Linked DNA regions of Gossypium hirsutum: region 1 is linked to region 2. The links are chromatin contacts, called in public Hi-C maps. All regions are on one chromosome and are shown on one strand. The core of a region is the stretch at or near the end of the contact, and the rest is flanking DNA. Distances in the headings are between cores, read along the strand shown. Region 1 holds the start of LOC107926091 (probable receptor-like protein kinase At2g39360). Region 2 has its middle 3.7 kb from the start of LOC121216325.

Region 1 (6,761 bases), core at 3,382-5,881, 54 kb before region 2:
AAGTCATCATTTTATGTTAAACGTTTTCTTTTTTTCTAATTTGCTAAAAATTATTATTAGTGTAGTGGTAAAAAATTGTTTATTATTAATTAAATCAAACATGGATTAAGTGGTTTGACATGTTAATTTTAATTTTTTTAAATTTTAAAATGATATAAAAATATGAAAAGAGAAAAATATCATTCAAATAATATATTAATCATTTTCTAACTGAGTTAACACTCGATTAATCCATGACACTAAATCAATTAGAAATTTTATTAATAGTATAAATAACAATAGAATCTCTGCATTTTATCATTTTATTTAGATGAATTTTTATATCTTATTGTATTAAAAATCTTTAAAATTTTTAATTTGTATTCGAATAAGTTTTTAACCTTTAATTCATATCATATAAAAATTAAACAAAAACATTATCTTTTAACCTATAAGGCAAAGAGTCATATAATTTTGGAATAAATCTCAAAATTATACATAATTTTAATTTAATGTGCAATTTGTATAAATGAATTTTAATTTGGTGCAACTATACACATGAAGCTCTAATTGTGGTTCAAATGTATACTTGAAACTTTAATTTTAATTTAATCATACACATTTAAAGAAATAAATACATTAATTTATTTTTATATTGTTCCTGTTGCAATATGATGAGAGGTTATTCCTCCCGAAACAAAAGGATTAAAACCTTCCATGCCTCATGTCGGATTTACAGGTTGGACCTTGTCAGTTAGTCCATAAGGGTCCGACACCCATATTCTAAAAAGGTTTTTCTGTGCGCTCATCACAAAAAATTTCTAAATCCCAATATACACAATGCCAAATAGTTGCCAAGAAGCACAAGCCAGAAAACACAATATGTGCTCCGGCTACACCTTCGTAACTCCAAATACTTGGATTTGTTATAGCTCCCCTTGTAATACTCCAACCGCCCCATGAATTGGTTATCCCTAAACGAGTTATGAAAGTTATAACGAACATACATTGTCTCCACATTGGATCAAGAACGGGATTGGAGGGATCAAAAACAGCTAATTCATATAGAGCCATTGAATCGGCCCAGCTAGCAACAAGAGCCGTATGCATTATATGAACAGAAAGCAAGCGGCCGAGATCATTTAATACGACATAAAAAATGATGTTATATCAATAATTTGGTTAATAATTTACAAGAATTGGATCAAATAAAAAAAATCATGTATAAAATTGTATAAAATCAAAGTTCATAAATACAATTGTACATTAAATCATTCTTCATGTATAGTTTTGAGATTTATCCCAATATTAAATGATTCCAAGCAAAAAAAAATCTCATCCGAAGCAGAAAAATTAAACATGAATAAACTAAATAACTATTCTATACAAATATCAAATCTTTTGCGTACAGTTCGATATAAAGATTTATAAAATGATATAAATAAGCTGAATTGAGCTTCGATTTCATATAAATATTGAATTCAGATGTTTCTTACAGGTCTTTCCTGTCTCACCATTTCAGCAAACATTTTACTCATTGAAATTCCAGCAAGTTCATCATCGTTGACGCCGCTACTGGCTCGGCTGAATTGCCGACTCGTTTCTGAGGTACTAATACAGCTGATATGTGAAGAATGTTCATTGTTTTGATTGGATCTTTCTTCATTCTCTTGTTGTTGAAGTGCGTATTCCAAGTTCCATAGGACCTCTCCCATTGAAGGCCTGCAAATCCCATTTTCTGCCAAGCATTTCTCAATAATATCCCAAAGCTTCCTTAAACAATCTGGTTTTACTTGACCAACAAGGCAAGGATCCACAATATCTTCCAGTTTCCCACTTCGGTATGATTTCATTGCCCACTCGAGCAAATTTGCCTTTTCTCTGGGAAGTGATGGATCAATAACAGCCCTTCCCGAAAGGACTTCAAGCAAGACAACACCAAAGGAGTACACATCTGATTTCTCTGTTAGTTGCTGCCTCGTCAAATACTCTGGATCAAGATACCCGAAGCTTCCTTTGACCGCGGTACTCACATGTGTCTGATCAATATCAGGACCGGTCTTTGAAAGTCCGAAATCAGCAACTTTAGCCATGAAATGCTTATCGAGTAATATGTTTGCAGACTTGACATCGCGGTGTATGATAGCCTTAGCTGAACCTGTATGAAGATAGTGAAGCCCTTTAGCTGATCCAATGCATATCTCAAGCCTTTGTCTCCAACTCAAACTAGGAAGATTTGAGCCATATAGATGATTCTTGAGTGTCCCATTCTCCATGTACTCATAAATTATGATCATCTCATCTTGTTCATCGCAGTAACCGATCAGTGATACTAAATGTCGATGTCGGAATTGAGATAACATTTCGATCTCCGTCCGGAATTCTGCAAGCCCTTGGTTTGATTGAGGAGTTCCCCTCTTGACTGCAACCTCGGTTTCATCTTTCAATATTCCTCTATAAACCTTACCGAAACCACCAACACCGATTACCAAATTTTCACTGAAATTATCAGTAGCCTCGAGAATTGCCATGAAAGGATATCGATAGCCAATCATTGGGCTGGAAAGTATGGAAGTTCCATTAGAGTATGTACTTCCAGTAGTATGAACTTTTTGTCCCCGATTCATCAGAAAGTGCTGTTCTTTCCCCAGAACTGGCTTCATTCTTCTTCTTCTGCAGAAAAGGATGACAATCACAACCGAAACAACAACGACAAACGATCCAACAGCAATAACAACTATAACTACAACTTTTATCTCAGAATGTCCCGAGGAAACAACATCGGGAACATCAAGATTCCCCCTAGCATCGTTTATCTTCATGATCTCCAAACCATTGAGGATGACCGTAGGGTTATTGAGCTTAGACGGACCAACACTTACATTAAGCTTAGTACTACCGGATACTCTTGTGCAGACATCCATGAAATATGGGGCACCAAAAACATCCGATGTCCTTGAACCAAGATCAAGGTGACCTGCATGACGTGAATCAATAAAGATTTCAAGAAAGATGGCTTGCTGAGTGGGTTCATTCATTATGTTACAAAAGTGAAGCCGGACAAGATAATCGAAACCCGGGTTAACATCAAAGGTCCATGTCAAGTTTGCATTCAGATTTGGATCACTCGAGTTCAAAATAGTTGCAGTGCCATATACCGATGCAGGAGCAATATCCTCAGTCACTTCAGTAAAATTCACAGCTGAGACATTTGACACCGATGATCCAAGATTATTGTGTATCAGATACGCATTGTCCGAGATCCAAAGTCGCCATAAGGTATCGTTTTGAGGAAGAACAGTCGTGTTCCCCATATCGACCCTTGCAACCGTCTCCAGTGCTTGCTCCTGTAGAATCTTGTTACCACCTTGCAGATCAATTGTTCTGACCTCTTCCGGAAAGAGATTATCCGGAACTGAGAAAACTTCCAAGCCATTGATAAAAGCAAATGAATTGACAGCAGGTCTAAAAGTAAGAATCAGTTTATTAGAAGTAATGTTCAGGCTATACTCCTTAACAATATATCCATCCCCCATTTGAGCTCTGAGAAGTGTAAAGTTTTGCGCGAAAACAGAGAATTTCGCCTTGCTCATATCGAACTTTTCGAATACGAAAGCAAAGAAATGAAGCCGAATCCAGTGCCTCCCTTGTTGTTTGATTGGAAAACTGTAATGGGAAGTTGCGTTGAAGATTCTAGCCGTTTGATACAGAGGTGAATCACAGTAAAGTGAGGTTGGATTCGAATTCGAACTCGAAATTGCGAAAATCTGATGTGGGGTTGAAAGATTATATGATGAAGTGGAATTATCAGCTTGAAATACTCTATCACCCACTGATATGTTCTTAATGGATCCACAGTCTATCAAATAGTTATCTACAGGGTTGAATCCTAGTGAAAGATGAAGTAAACCATAGATGGATGAAATCCAAATAATGAAACCAAAATTCCCAGGATTATCCATGAAAGAATCTCCAATGGAGGACAAAGATTGCAGTGGAAATGGCAAATACTAGAGATAATCAAGAGAGACCAAATGCATTAAAAATGGAAAAAAACAAGAGATGGTCAAGAACCCAGTAGCAAAAATTAGAAATTGTAGCAGACAGTAACCTATATATATAGGCACAGTACACTAAAAGAAAACAGACTAACCTGTGATAAAAAAAGTTGAGAGCTGGGTTGTTACTTCACCGATGGAGCAATTTGAGAAACACCCAATGAACAAATGAATAAACAAAAAGGGTGACCTGAAAACGTCACCTGACACAGTAATTAATCAAAGAGAAAAGATTGAAAGAAGATTGCCGACTAATGAAAACATCAACAGCATAAAAAACCCAAGTTGAAAATACAAACAAAAACCGTCACATTCATGAGCTCCACAACTTGTAGCTATTCAAAGCACCAGATAAGAAAATCAAACAGGTAACGAGAAAGCGAACTTCAAACCCAAAAATAATTAAAATGTGTTAAGGATCAACGTGTGGGATGTTTGACAAGTTCATGGTATTGAAAAGAAAATAATAAATGGATTGGAAAGTTGATAAGATTGTAGTTCAAAAATAATATAAAATGGAAAGGTCGAAGAGGGAAGAGGAAGACAGCTATGAAGGGCAGCTGAGTCTCACTTTCCTGTCGTGAATAACGTTAAAAAGCTTTGTCGTACGTTTGGTGGTTTTAGTTTATCAGTTCCATGTCTTTGGTTGGTGTAAGGAAACCAAAAAACAGTTTACAAATCAAACTTAGAATTAAATGGTTCACATAAATATTTTAAGTTTGCGGCATCTCTTTTGTATTAGTAATGCTTAAATATGTTTATTGGTCGGGGTTACACATGAAACATATTATTGAAGCTATATGCGTTAGGTCATAATATCAAATATTTTTGCCAAAGTTTGAATTATTTATTAATATTAAAATATTTTTATGAATAATTTATGAAAGATACTATAATTATATAAAAAATTAAAATTATGTTACGATTAAATTTAAATAAAAATATCTTTGTAATCTATCTCTTTTAAAGGAAGAATTCATTAATAAAAATTGATAGACACAATTAAAATCCACAATGATAGGTTACTAAGTCCATAATTTATTGAAAATCGATTTAAATTTTTAGGCATGTAATTCAAAATTAAAACAATTTAATAGAATAGTTTTACAAAAAAATATGAAAAATAGTAAGTAAATAAGAGCTACTTATCACTTAATAGAGAATATTTTCAATTAATTAAATTAAATTTTATTTATTTTAATATTATATCATTCTATAAAAATTTTACATTTTATTTTTTTAGAATAAGAGAAAATGTTTAAAAAATAAGGATAAAATGTAGAATATATATTTTTTATAATTTAAAATCTATATTTATCCAACAATCTAGTTATATTCCACAATTAATTTTAAGTAATATATCAAACAAATTTTATGACTTAAATTCAGTACTTAAATTTTAAGCACTTATTTTTTTCATCACTTAATTTTTCATTTTATCAAACAACACCTAAATCCCAAGCCAAAAGGCCTACCCGATATACTCGAACTTATGCCCTTCAAAGTTAATGGGTGAAGACAAAGATCGATCTAAATCTTGAATTTGACTATTATAAACTTAAGAAAAAAGAAAGAGGAATGAATTTTTGTCTGTCTATTACTGTACAAGTGATAGATATTTATACTAGTACCTAGAAACTATACATGGAAACTAACTAGACAAAAATCCTAGATCATAGCCTAATTTGCATGCTAGAATCAGATTAATACAGATTTACATTAACATCCCCCTCAAACTCAAGATGGTGCTGTGGACTGTAGCTTGAGTTTGGAAACTAAGTCTTGAAATATGGTTGGAAGATGAGTCTTTGAGAAAATGTCTGCGATCTGAGCTAATGTGGAGACAAAAGCAAGGTGTAGAGTTCCTTGAGTAACATGATTTCATACAAAATGACAGTTAATCTCTATGTGTTTTGTACGTTCATGAAACACATCATTATGAGCGATCTGAATTGCATTGCAATTATCACAATGTAGGATAGTAGCAGTAGGAGACAAGAGTCCCATATCTTTAAGTAGTCGGCGTAGCCAAATAACTCTGAAGTGGCATCAGTAAGAACACGATATTCAAATTCGGTGCTAGAGCGAGCAACAAAAGTTTGTTTCTTACTTTGCCAAGAAATGAGGGAATCACCTAGAAAGAAACAATAACCAGTGGTTGAATGTTGATATGTAGGATCTCTTGCCCAATCAGCATCATAGTATTGAAGGAGAACAAAGGAAGATGAAGCAAAGAAATGAATACCATAAAAAAGTGTACCCTAGACATATTGAAGAATATGAAGAACTACTGAAAAATCAGATGATATGGGAGATGTCAAGAATTGACTAACTATATGAACTGCATGAGTGATATTAGGCCGAGTCATTGTGTAACAGCCCGTTTTCAGTGAAATCGGAACAGTGATTTCGGGACCACAAATCCGAGTCCGAAAGGAAAATTATTTTAATATTATTTCATGGTCTGCATTATGATAGGAATATCGTATGAAAAATTTGTAAAGAAATTTTACTGATTACATGTTTAATTTAATTGAAAGGACCAAATTGCATAAAGTGCAATAGTTGGATTCTAGTAGCTATATGTATCAAATAGCTATAGAATTCAAAATTTGAGGTCCTTATATGACAAATAGACCATTAAGTGGAGTTAGTAGATAAACATGATTAGTCATCATGGGAAAATCTAATAAAGAAAATGACTAAATTGGAAAGTGAAATAAT
Region 2 (6,230 bases), core at 2,216-4,715:
AGTCGATACCATTACACAATGCCGCCTAAATCCCTTGAATCCCATATCAATCGACCTATTCCTTTATTATGTCAATTTTTCCTATCTTCATCTACCTCGATAAGGTAAATACCTCCGTGATCCGCTTACAAACTACTTATACATTTCATGAAAACAAGGTACTTGATACATAACTCAAAGTACGCCACATATATTCAACACCACATGATAATTGTTTGACATTTAATGATCATACTTACAAATATTCACATACTTGTATAAGGTTATGCATTCACAACATACACAACCACTATTTATACACAAAACAACAGATTCAGATGACCTAGAATAGTCACAACACAAATAATTCAACAACTCAATTTCATCATCCAGCTATGATAGAGTATAGAAACTCACCTTGCTTCCTTATCCTCGTTGGCTTAGCTTGTCCAAACGCCAGAGCCTCATTCATCTTGATAGCTAAGCATGACAACCATTTATCGGTTAAATCAAAAGTATTCTGCCTTAAAACCCATAACCCAATTTACAAAAACTTATTAAGAGTCATTTCCCTCATTCTTTCTCTAATTCTCAAGTACAAAAGGTTAAGAAGCTTACCAACTTCTCAATTTATCTACTTCTAGACTTCAATTCCCATGACTTCAACTCCATGCTGAGCTCCTAGGTTCTTCTCTTCTTTAGAACAACTGAAGAAAACAATATAAGTAAGAAGAAATTTTGTAGACAAAATTAAGGAGAATTTCCTTTTTAAGAATGTCCGCTTTCACCCACATATATATTTCCTATGAACAATCTCTCAATCTGTTTTAGCCAGTCACCTGTAATTATTATGTCTCCTACTTTGGAACCAGCCGATTTCATCTAACCAAACCAGAATTGAAGCTTAACTATGGAATCACAAAATTTTCCAAAATTCTTAGTAGAGTCCACCAACTCACTATTCATTCAATTAAGTCCCAAAATTCCTTTAAATTAGAGTCCTTAAAGAAATTTGGGTGTGACATGTTAATTAAAACTTAATAGTGATTGGACGTTTATAATTTAATCCCTGAGCCTTAATTAACTATTTTATCAGCTAAAGTACTAGACCATTCTTTAATATATTTTTACATTAACTTCATAATCATTCCTATTTTATATTTATGGGCTCGATTTACGGAAATGGGGTTCCGAAACCGTATTTTTTGGTACCACTGAAAATCGAGTTGTTATAGGTTGGGTTGATGACACCAACTTCAATGACCTAACTTTTTGCTATAGAGATAATACCAGTTTCAAACTCTAGTATTTTCGTATTTTTATCATTTCTAGCTTAAGCATTAGAGAAAGATTGCAGGTCAATGCCATGACATTTGGTATTTCCATCTTCATCAATTGAAATAAAAAAAAGGTAAAAGTAGAAGATATCGTTGAAAGTGATTTTGGTTACAAAAATCTTAAAATAATTTAATGTCTACTTTTGAAAATTTTAAGATTATATGTATTTTTATAATTAGGACTAAAATGAAAAATCTTGTAAATATTAAGGACTAAATTTGTTAGATTTTTAAATTTAGAACCAAATAGATAGAATGTATAAACATTAGAGGACTAAATTTGTTTTTAGGCCAATAAAACAAAGCCCACATTAGACTTCTGTTAGGCAACTAACGGAGGAGAGATTAAAATATTTAATTTCAAAAAGTTGAGTGACTAAAACAAAAAATGTAGTAGTTGAGTAATCAAAATAAATTACCCTGTTTTCTTTGGTTCAACTACATCATCACTCATCCAATTATTAGTATGTTATTGTTTTGCTTATCAAAATAAAAAAAAATTCAATTTTGTCACTAGCATTTGCAATCTGATTTCGATTACCTTTTGTTAGATCATTAACAAAATTGATAATGTGGCATTTTTAATTGGTATAATAATATTTTAGTCCTCAACACTTATAAAATCTATCAATTTGGTCCTAATTCTAAATAATTGAACTTAGCCCTTAACATTAACAATTTTTTTATCAATTTGGTCCTCAAACATATCTTGATCATAAACTGAAAATATAATCGTAATTATAAATATTTTAATATTAAAATATATCTTTAACAAAAATTAAAAATTAAAAATATTTTAATCAAATTTAAAAAAATATTTCACAACTAAAGAAAAATGGAATAATTATTAATGTTAGTTTTTATATATAAAAATTATTGTAGGGAGTGGAAATTTTCCTTTGAACTTTGCAATTTTTATTCATGAAAAATGTTGGGAAAGAAATATACGAGTGACGGATGAGTTATAATAATTAATAAGCAGAGAATTGAAAAATTGGAGTTGCAATTTTGTTTATTAATAAACCCAATTGGGTAAAGACTATCCAAAGGGTTAGTAAACTAGGAGGAGTCCAAATAAATTGTATACAAATGCCCAACAAAACAAAATCCAAGGCATGCAGACGAACCCAAATTCTAACCCAACTCCAATTATTGTTACAGGCTAAAAATCTCAGATCTTGGATCACTCCCCTCTGGACTTTGACTCCTCGAAGTTTAGTTACACTCGGCAGCCATCAAATTGACTACACAGTAATCTTGGTATTTGAATGGTCGACAAACCCTCCGCTTTCAACTTTCATTTTCCCAACCCTCCTTAACAAACAAAAAACCACCTCTTAGAAGCACCGCCACCCATAAAGCACACCTTTAAAGCTTCAAAAAGGACCCAAATCTTGTTTTTGTTTCTGATTCCATGAACAGAAAATCAAATCATGTATTTTTCATTAAATTTTGTGAATTTAACATGTTGATGAGGCTACCCTCGTGATGTGACATATGATTTGATGAGAGGTAAACATGTTATGTTGGCAAATTTTAATTGATAATCATAGGACTATAAGATTTTTAAATTGAAAAAGTAAGAGATCGAATTTTTAACTTTTAAAGTATGGACTAAATCTCAAATTTTGTAAAAAATATTGGAACTATTATCATATTTTAACCAAGATAAAAATACTCACTCCAAAAATCACAAATCTTGAGCTTCACAAAGAAAAACCCATCTCAGCCCTGGCCCTTTTGCTTGAACTCCATACCGGCTCCTTTTGCAGGAACTATTTCACAACTTCAACAAGCTTCAATTCTTGAAGAAGAATCTTAACTACTTTGTTAATACTTAACGAAGTCATTAGAAAATGCAGCTCATCGTTGGTTTTTTCAATTAAAGTCTCAAAAACATTAAAATTAAACTACTATGTTGATACGAATTACCAACAAAGAGGTTGTGATGGAGGAAAAGAGGACTGATTTACTTAAGCAAAACGAAGAGCTGATAGTAGGAGAGTGAGAGAAGGAGACTTTCCCTCGAGGGGAAGGTGAAGGAAGAAGGAGAAGTTGACCAAGGTGATAGTGCTGATGGAAGGATCCCACTTGTACACTCAAGTTAAAATCGTAGACCATCCTTTGTCTTATAGTGCTACACGACAGTTTGTAAGATGTCTTGCAAGGTTGTATGGGTTGGCCAGTATCAGTTTCATTGCAGGTTAGTTGCCACTATGGTATGTATTGCGTGATTCTGCCTATGTCGTAGATTATCTTGTTCTAACATTTCTATCTTTGAGGCTATACGAGACAATTAAGTTTAGATGGCCTTAACGAGAGGTGCTTCACAATGGTGATTTACAGATCATTTATAGACAAAATCATTCAAAGGTTCGCAAAAAATTACATTTATAGATAAAATCATTCAAGAGTTCGCAAAAGATCGCATCTACAGACAAAGTCATTCAAGGGTCCGCAAAAGATCGCTTACAGACTGTTAGAGGACTTGTCACATATTTCGCTCTACAAAAGTATAATAAACTACATAATCAGAAATTAAAAAAAAAATAAAGAGCTGTTTTATATTATTATGAGATAAATTTATTAATTCTTATTAATTAGTGGGGTTTATCACTATTAGCCTGATATTGATAACCAATATAAGATCTATTTCTCTTTTGTACAGCACTTGAAAAATATAAATTGAAAAATAATTAAATTTTATTTAAAAAGTACAAAATCCTCTCACAATTACAACTAATGAAAGAAAGATGGGTATCCCAAAGTACTTCTTAGTTTTTATGAATTAAAGACATTGTTGTCGTTAACTCATTATTCTAAAGGATTGTATTTTTCTAATTTTGATTAATATGTAAATTTTTTTTTTGAACTGACATCAAACACAAAATTACATATTAATCATCATCAAATAGATTCTTTAAAGTTCACAAATAGATTTTCTAAATTTCCCAAATATAATTAATAAAAATTCCAATACCATTTCCCAATGGAAATGTGTTTGAGGACCAAACTGATAAAAGTTGTAAATTTAGAGGATCACTTTTGTTTAATTATTTAGAATTAGAATAAAATTAATAGAATTTATAAGTATTGAAGACTAAATGTATTATTATACAAATTCCAAAAAATTAAGTTATCATTTTTACTAACCATTTAACGGGAAATGACTAAAATTGAACCAATTATAAACATTAATGACCAAATAGAATATTTTTATAGTTTATTGATCAAAACATAATATTAAGAGGAATACTAATTCTATATGAATTTGAGCAAAGGTAATTAAATTAATGGTTGAGTAGTAGAATCAATTTTGTTTTTATTAAAATAAAAAGAGTTTAATTTTTAAAAGGATTAATAGATACGGGTGTAACTAAACTTGATAATTTAAACTTACTTTGTACTTAAATTGTTTTGGATCTAATTGGTATCCAAAGTTAACAAGCATAACCCAAAGTGATACATTTTTAGGTACTTAAATGACGCCATTAGTTTTTATCAGTTCGACTAATAATTGTGCACCACATGTCCAATTTTATTAAATCATTTAAAATACTCATTATATTTTTAAGAATTTAAATAAAATAATTTTAAAATAAATAATTTTGACTTTCCCATTTTAACAATGATGAGACGCTCGGGGAATTAGAAATTTTTTTAAAAAAAATCATATAATTAATTAAATTTTTTATCAAAAAAACCATTCCTTCACCCATTTACAGGAGGACAGATGATGGGTAAGGTTACAGAATGAAACTAGTAATAAAAGAAAGATTTTACAAAAGAGAGAAAGGAAAATTTTTGAAATGTAACTTGAAGGATAATTTTACAAAAGAGAGAAAGGAAAATTTTTGAAATGTAACTTGAAGGATAATTTGAATCAAGTTTTTATGCAAAACTTGAATTCCAAATTTGAATTCCCCTTTTAGGCTTCTTCCACCTCTTTTTATAGGAGTTATACAGAATTTTGTTTAATTAAATTTGAATCCCACACAGTTTCCTAATAAAGATGATGTCTCATCCTTGATTGATGATATTTTTGTTCGGTTGTGGTTGCTTTCACGTAGCTTCCTTTTTTGCCTTTTTTTTGGTTGATTTTTTCCACGTAACTTCCTCTGTCTTTTATGCTAACTTTCTTAGATATTGTCTAGATTCATTTCTTCAATTTCATCTAAATTTAATGAATCAATTTACAATCTTGGTCAGTTCCAACTTTCCCATGTATTATTTATGTCTTCAATTATATGGAAAGGAAAATCATCAATCTCCATTTCAGTTGCCTTTTTTAATAGTTGACGAATTCTTCATTTATACCATCCGGGTGATATCCAGCATTATATGCCAATATTCTTCGTCCATCAGTCCAAAAGCTATAAGAATCTTGTTGAAGTAGAAATTGGACTTTGGCTATTAGATCTATTCCTGCTTGGATTTGATAATAACCAAGATTATTGTAACACTTGTCAACATATTTTGTCAAGTGTTCTTTCTCTTCTGTAGCTGCAGATAGGTTTTTCCTCCGAGTATTTTTAAGATAGTCCAAATTTGATATGGTTGATAAAATTTTTCTCTTTCAGCTATACCAATAAGACTATTGATTTCAAGATGAAAGTAGTAAAAGAAATAATCTTTCCAATCGTAATAACATATATTTAATAAATGCTGAAAAATCTTTTAATAAATGAAAAAAAATTGATCTGTTATTTCTTTAACAAAACTCCATTCAATATAGCTTATATTAAATGGTTCATGATTAAGTCTAAATTTTATAGTATGAAATTTTTCATCTAAATGATTTGTAAAAATATAAGTCTGTAAAAAATATTTAGGAAAGGCTTTTTAAAATTGAGCTTGCTGGTTGCAAATAGATCCATCAATTTTAGTAAATATTTCTATAAGTAATATAATTTT

Evidence for each region. A called contact is a pair of places that touch in the nucleus more often than the background predicts.
Region 1: a Hi-C map of leaf shows a contact between it and region 2, with 4 times the contacts expected there. The contact joins the promoter of LOC107926091 here to the enhancer-like site in region 2. A contact is called at or near these places in 15 of 34 Hi-C or Micro-C datasets (anther, hypocotyl, leaf and 2 more).

What each region holds. Positions count from the first base shown.
Region 1 is chrD04:10,994,671-11,001,431 of Gossypium_hirsutum_v2.1, reverse strand. LOC107926091 (probable receptor-like protein kinase At2g39360) reads right to left here and starts at 4,631. Exons shown (of 2, transcript XM_041091949.1): 1 at 4,133-4,631; 2 at 1,344-3,868. The coding sequence starts at 3,572. The coding sequence ends at 1,461.
Region 2 is chrD04:10,940,521-10,946,750 of Gossypium_hirsutum_v2.1, reverse strand. No RefSeq gene overlaps it. Among protein-coding and RNA genes, the nearest start is that of LOC121216325, 3.7 kb to the left of the region's middle. Within about 2 kb of position 3,465, at least 7 of the 9 cell types and tissues checked have an H3K27ac peak or open chromatin away from gene starts, as enhancers often do. A contact at or near this core is called in hypocotyl and leaf, where this site is marked.